Regions from separate parts of the Ovis aries genome. Here region 1 is linked to region 2. Evidence: chromatin contacts called from public Hi-C data. All regions are on one chromosome and are shown on one strand. Each heading gives the region's core, a stretch centred on a gene start, on an enhancer-like site or on the middle of the called end of the contact. The rest is flanking DNA. Distances are from core to core; before and after follow the strand shown.

Evidence for each region. A called contact is a pair of places that touch in the nucleus more often than the background predicts.
Region 1: a contact with region 2 is called in a Hi-C map of hypothalamus, with 4 times the contacts expected there. The contact joins two enhancer-like sites. A contact is called at or near these places in 6 of 16 Hi-C or Micro-C datasets (hypothalamus, mesenteric adipose tissue, muscle and 3 more).

Annotation. Positions count from the first base shown.
Region 1 is chr12:43,466,218-43,469,742 of ARS-UI_Ramb_v3.0, reverse strand. H6PD (hexose-6-phosphate dehydrogenase/glucose 1-dehydrogenase) reads left to right here. Exons shown (of 5, transcript XM_027975665.3): 5 at 1-3,525. Among named protein-coding and RNA genes, the nearest start is that of SPSB1, 30 kb to the right of the region's middle. Within about 2 kb of position 1,697, at least 4 of the 54 cell types and tissues checked have an H3K27ac peak or open chromatin away from gene starts, as enhancers often do. A contact at or near this core is called in hypothalamus, where this site is marked.
Region 2 is chr12:43,280,551-43,283,851 of ARS-UI_Ramb_v3.0, reverse strand. It overlaps LOC105606443 (a long non-coding RNA gene), which reads left to right. Exons shown (of 6, transcript XR_009595693.1): 5 at 1-2,617. Among named protein-coding and RNA genes, the nearest start is that of SLC25A33, 78 kb to the right of the region's middle. Within about 2 kb of position 1,416, at least 11 of the 54 cell types and tissues checked have an H3K27ac peak or open chromatin away from gene starts, as enhancers often do. A contact at or near this core is called in hypothalamus, where this site is marked.

The sequences.
Region 1 (3,525 bases), core at 448-2,947, 190 kb before region 2:
CCACCAGCGCAAACAGGAGAGTCTGAAAGCCAGAGCAGGAGTGCAGTCGGGGGGTGGTTAACCAGAAGGTACCTGTGGGCCAGGAGCCTTGGACTGCCTCCAGCAGAAAAGCAGAGTGTGGATGCTGGAGCCCAGGTGCCCACCTGGAGCCACGAGCGCCTGCTAGGACCTGCCGCCTCCTCCTCCGTCCTTTTTTTCTCCAGCCTCCAGCTCAGCCTGCTGTCCTGTCCCCTCCAGGGCCACCTCCGCTTGCTCTGCGTCTCAGGTCCCGCCTTCCTGGACCTCCACCAGGGAGGTCTTCCCACCCCCTCTGCTTTGCTGTCCCTCAGACTCCCTAGCAACAAACGCTAGGATGTGGAAATGGGTCCAAGAATCTTGTGGCTGTGCTGTGGAGCTCCTTTTCTCAGTAGGTGGACTTTACCAATGGCAGGAGGCGCCGGTTCCCCAGCTCCATCAGGGAGGACCCCTGCCCCAGGCACGTGCCGCTGTCTCCCGCCTCGGCCCTGCTGGAGCCTGTCTTTTGTGGGGGGCGGGTGCCGATAGCGTGAACCTGCCACCACAGCCAGACAGCTCTGCGTGAGGCACTGAAACACACTGGACAGAGTTGGTCAGACCATTCCTGGGATCCACACTGAAGAGGATCCTTTTGTCTCAAGGGACTTCCAGTGAGTGTTTCCGCTCTCAGCGTCTCCTCGTTTTTCCTGAAAAAATCCAGTTAAATCTTTCTCCTATGGTAACATCTAGGGGGAGTGAGATGTGACATCAGGGCACCCAGACCATCCAGGCGCTCCGACCCTCACCCAGCTGGAGCCAGGCCTCCCTGGCGGAGCGGCTGCAGCCCACGTCAGCAGTGGCAGTCCACCGCTGTCCCAGGGCCTTCGCTGGTTGTCAGTGCCGAGAAAGGGCGACTGCTGCCCACCCTTTCACACTACCTCATGGAGGCAGTGGCCTCTTATGTGCCAGCCCCTTCTGCCACCGCTCACTTCACCACTAACACAACGCTGAAGACTTGGGGGAGGCAGTCCCGGTCGAGCTTCTCATTTAGAGTAAACAGGTGCTCCCAAGAAGTCCTGGGCCAATAACAGCTGTTTCTCTGAAACCCCCAAGCGGTGGGAGGCATCTACAAGATTCTTTTATAAAAAAGTGAAAATTCTCAAAACGCTTGATTTCAGCTTTCCACACAGCCCAAGTTACATGAGTGAAGGGTAAAGCAGGGTTTTCTGTGGAACAGCTTCCCCATCTGATAGGCACAGTTTGTATCAGATCAGGCAGATACAAAGTGTCAAGGTCACACCAAGGGCTTTCCTGGGCAAGAAGGAGCATCATGAAATGTGTCTTTCAACTTTTGATTGTTTGCACTTTCTTCAAGGCTGTTTACACTTCTTCAAGAATTTACAAGAATTCTTGCTTTGGAGATGTGTGCCTGTGAGGTGGGTGCTGGCAGGGGGCTCTGCACATAAAGGCTCCCAATAACATTTGGCTTCCCCCAGCCTCCAGAGACCCCATCCAGACAGGACATCAATATTAATGCCCAGAAGACTCACCTTGGCCGATCAGAGCACAGTGCCCAGGTGGGAAAGTTTCCTCCCTTTCTGAAAATCAGCGTTTTTAGCTTTGAGGCTGCTGATGGGAGTGGACTGCGGGAATGGACACGTGACTGCAGGTGTCACGTGTGGCCACATGGGGGCGCCCTCAGACCATCCCTGCTGTCTGGACCACAGAGCCGCTCATCTCTCCCCGCCCCCAGGCTCCTGAGCCTCCCCGGATCCCTAGCACTGAGGACCTCCCCCTCCCCAATCTGTTCCTTAGGAACTTCTGTGAGAAAGAGAGGGACTTGCATGTGCCCAAGTGTCGCTGCAGGATAAGGGGCCAGCAAACTTCTGATGTCACCATTTCTGAGTAACAGCAAGTTACCACAGGCCTGAGCCGGGCATGTCCTGTTCTGAGAGGAGCACCTTGCCTCAAAATGCACCTTCATCTTTGGAGAGCGTGTGTAGGGGCCAGGCGGGGCAGGAAGTGCCAGGGTTTCCTTCCCAGAATCAAGTGCTCTGGGGTTTTTGTTGTTTTTTAATTGGGGTGCAGTTGCTTTATGGTGTTAGTTTCTGCCGTACAACAGAGTGAGTCAGCTCTTTGTACACACATCCCCTGCCTCCTGCGCTGCTTCCCTGGTGGCTCGCTGGTGAAGAGTCCACCTGCCAGTATGGGAGATGTGGGTTCAGTCCCTGGGTCGGGAAGATCTGGAGAAGGAAATGGCAGCCCACTGCAGTATTCTTGCCTGGAGAATCCCATGGACAGGGAGCCTGGCAGGCTACGGCCCAAGGGGTTGCAGAGAGCATGCACATGTGCACCTCCCTCTTAAACCTCCCTCGAAGCTCCCCACCCCCAATCCCACCCCTCTAGGAAGCACTGTCTTAAACTCACACCAGCGTAGTCCACTGGGAGCCCTTGTCACAGTCCCGCTTCCTCCCGCTCCCCTTCCCCTTTTCTCTCTCCTATCCTGTGCTGGTGGTTTTCAGACTTTCTGGGTCATGATCCACAGCAAGAAACACACTTTACATCATGAGTCAGCGCTTGCACTCATGTATGAATCTGCATCTCAAGCCAAAGTTCCATAAATGAATTCTCATCCTGAGAATTCTGGATACCTTCTTTTTAAAAAAAAAAAAAAAATGCTGCTTATAATTCACTAAATCAAGCTGATCCATAGTTTGAAACGTGTTGCTCTAATCTGACTTTTACACTGTTGGGTAAACCGAGGTCCCAAGGGTTGGAAAGGAGCACGGGCACCCAGCTTACACAGGGATGCTCATGAGCACTCTGGAACTGGTACCCAGGCTTCCTGTTCCTGCAGCTTCATGCATCAGGCTGGTCTCCACTGATGCTGCTACAGCCTCCGTGGTGGGATGCTCACCGCTCCCATCACAAGGGAGGGGAGGGGTGGGTGATGGAAGACACATCAGTCGGAGCCCCAGGGCTTCTGGAAGCGGTGATGATGTGTCCTATACAGAGGGTGGCAGGCTGAGTACTAAATGTTTTCTGCTGTATGGTCTTGTTTCGTCTTTACAACAACCCCGTGAGAAGGTGGAGGGATCCTAATTGACCGATGATTTTGAAGTTGAAACTGGAGTTGTCTGACGACAGCAGGCCAGTTCTAAACCGGACGTGGACCGCAGGGTTGTAGACATGTGCTCCCAGCCATCCTGCGGTACCACCTCCTTCCCAGGGAGCCCAGTGCAGCTCCCAGCGTTTCCCAGACAGAGCCCAGGCAGCTGGAGCGGCTCTGCAGGCCTGTGAAAGGAGACCGGCCCCTCCTCTTGGAGGCCGGCTCACATCCTCTTCTCTGAAGCAGGTTTATTACCAGTTGCTGCAGGGAGAGATTTAGGGACTTTCCCAGCTGCTAGAAGCTAGATTCTGATGTTGCTCCGGGAGCAAAGTTTCCTGCCAACTGCAAGTTAGGACAGTCCTGTCCTCCTGCCCCACTTCTTGTTCTTCTGCCGACAGTGCTTTCTTCCCAGTCCCGGGCCT
Region 2 (3,301 bases), core at 167-2,666:
CATGGGAAGCCATGAATTGGAGAGCACCTCTCCATCACCCAGTTTGGCAGCAGCACCAAGGAGCCAGGCCCTCTGCGGGGGTGGGGCTCCAGAAGGATGGCCTGTGGGAGAAACAAGTTTTTCTGATGTCTTTCTGAGAACCTCCACCCCTACAACAACCACCACATGAATTCTCTGTTGTAAAAATGTCCCAGGACAGGCTCTTCCCTGGTGGTCCAGTGGCTAAGACTGTGCTTGCACTGCAGGAGGTGCAGATTTGATCCCTTGTTGGGGTACTAAGATCATGCATGCTGGACAGCGTGGCCCCAAAATAATTTCTTTCAAAAATTATTTTTAAAACTTGTGGGGCCTCCCTGGCCCCAGGCGGTAAAGAATCCACCTGCCAATGCAGGAGACATGGGTTCAGTCCCTGACCTGGGAAGACCGCACGTGGCTCAGAGCAACTAAGCCCTAGCACCACAACTACTAAGCCTGTGCTCTAGAGGCCAGGAACCTCAGCTACTAAAGCCTGCAGGTGCTCCACAACAAGAAAAGCCACCACAATGAGAAGCTCGTGTACTAGAGAGTAGTCCCTTCTCATTGCAACTAGAGAAAGCCCACATGCAGCAACAAAGACCCAGCACAGCCAAAAATAAATTTTAAAAATTCTTTTTTTAAAAAAGTTCCAGGGCAAAAACTTGCTTAAACTAGGCTGAGGGACATGGCGTGCCTCCCAGCCAGGGTAGTGGTGGCCAGAACACAGACCCCAGGGGACCAAGGCGAGCTGACCTGTAGAGGCCCTGGATGAAACCAGAGCTGCTTTTCCCATCCAGGGCCCCCAGCCATCCCAGGAGAGGCCCGGAGGGGCTCTGCAGTTAAAGTATCTAGGCTGTGCGGCCTGCTGGGCTGCCCTCCCCAGCGTTCCAGGCTCCCTGGAGCCCATGTGCACTGGGCCAGAGGGGAAGGCCACCTTTATTATCAGTGACACAGAGCCTAGTAAGGCCAGAAACACCCATGGATGGAAGAGGCACAGCGAGACTGGCCACCTGGGGAAACAGAGCAGCACAGATCCCCAGAACAAGAACAGAAGCATCTCTAGGACCCGGCTTCTGCATCCTGAGTGCAAACTGCACCGATGGGCAGAGTCAGGGGAGGGACTCCCCCAGATTGCACCCCTGTAACTTTTACATACACATACACACCTCACCATGGCACAACGCCTCTGGTTTCTCCCTGGTGGGAGAGTTAAGATCCATCTCCAAGGACTCCTGGGCTGGGCTCCCCCAGGTAGTATTCTGAGCAGCTTTTCACTCACCCATGGACAGTGAGAGCTGTGCTGATGGAAGGTCTGTCCTTGGACCCCCGTCCAGTCCATGAGGAAGAGGATAGTGGTCCAATTCCTGTGTGGCTGAGGGCTTCCGTCCTGCCCTCCTTTGAATGACCAGCAGCACCAAGAAAGATAAATGTCTTGGTGCATTTTCTTGGTGTAGTACAGCTGCACCCAAGATTAATGTGGATCCACTTTTTCAGATGCACTTTTTTTTTCCTGGATCTCTATGCCACAAAAGATCCCAGATGGGGTGGATGCTGTCCTCGGAAAAGGAGGAAATTATTTTTGAGTCATAAAATGGAATAGGAATCAAGAAGGAAACTCTTGCTTGCCGTCTGTGGTTCAGTACAAAAGCTGGTCATTTGATCAAAGAGCCTTTGTCAGGTCAGCTGAGTTTTCGCTCCTAAAACCATCAAGCTCCCCAACAGGCAACGTGATGCCTCTGAGTCATTTGCCAAGCGGCGATTGTGAGAATCTAGAAAGCGTCCACCCCCTCTACCTGAGCCTCTGAAATCTGGAAGCAAGACTGGGGGAACAATAAAGGAGTGCGGCGCCCTCTGGCGAGAGTGGATCAAAACATCCCAACTGAGCTCCCAGAGTGGGCGTCCAGGGCAGTGGACTCGAACCTCCATCTCCAGTCACCCAACAACATCTTCTCACCTTTGTGCAAAACCCAAGATGACTAGCTTTACTCATGATCCTTCAGAGTCTGCATCCTCAGACAGTGTGAAGCTGACGTGGTTCGATCTGGGAAAACCTAGTTAAGATGTTAGCCAAGTGGGGACGGAGGTGTTTATCCCAGGGAAGATGCAGAGACCATTGAAGGACTGAGATCATGGAAAGCCAGATGGGACCAGAGGGGTCCAGGCTCCTGGTCCCAAATGCAGACCGACCCAGGAAAAGGAGCCATGGCCAGTCAGCCGTCACTGCTGAGGCCTCAGGGTTCTCCATGGTGAGGAGGGACCAGGCAGACACCAGGAAGCCTCTGAGTTGAACCAAGCGTCTCTGTCCATCTGGGATAAAAGCACTTGTCAGCTTTGATTACAGAAATTCCAAGGAAAGATTCAAAACAAAGACGATATGCTTATAAAAAGGCCTGGTCTCTGAATAGCCCAGCAGCAGGACTCATCTTCTGGGTCAAGAGGAAAAGTCTGTGAAAGGCTAAGGAAAATGAATTTTGTGCTTTCCAGGCCTCAGCTTGACACCTAGAGGAAGCTGTAGGTGGACGCAGGCCTGACACTGCAAGAATCTCTCCAGGCTCAGATTTACATGTGTGATGTTTCCAGGTCCCACACCAAGATACCACAGGTGGGTGATTTGATTTCTGTAAATCATATATGTGACTGTTCAGGGTTAATCAAGGGCTCTGGGCATGAACCCTGAGGAACTGGGAAAGAAACAGGAATTTCTCTCTCTGCTATATGTGCTATTTGGGAACCTAGTTCCTTCCATGCATTCTGTTATTCCTTGGAAGGATCGGCCATGGACTCGGAATCAGACAAGAGGGACTTCATTGCAGGCTGACACCAGGAGGAGGCAGGTGGCCACCGCCTGGAGAGGGCACGAGGCTGGGCTCTTGGAAGGCTCAGCAGGGAACCTGAGAAAGAAACTCAGAAGATCCCTGTATGACATCACGGGCACACCTAGAGAAGAGAGGAAACTTGCATGCACTCTTTGGCCTTAACATGCCAAATTACAGATAGATTTTTTTTTTTCCCCTGGAAGTACAAGAATACCAATGAGCAAACCTGAAAATATCTTTGTGTTTTCAGCAGGAAAGTAAGAGCTTTCTTAGGTTCAGCGTCTTGGCAGTGGTACTGAGGGAAGCAGTCTGACCTCCAAGTAGGAATGTAGGTGTGGGAAGGACTCCACAGTCCCTCCCTCCCTCTCCTGGGTCCATCCATCCTTTACCTTTGTGATGCTGACAACGCTCACCCCCGTTCACATTTTTTTTCCTTAGTTCCCCGACTAAGAATCTAACTGGCACCCCCT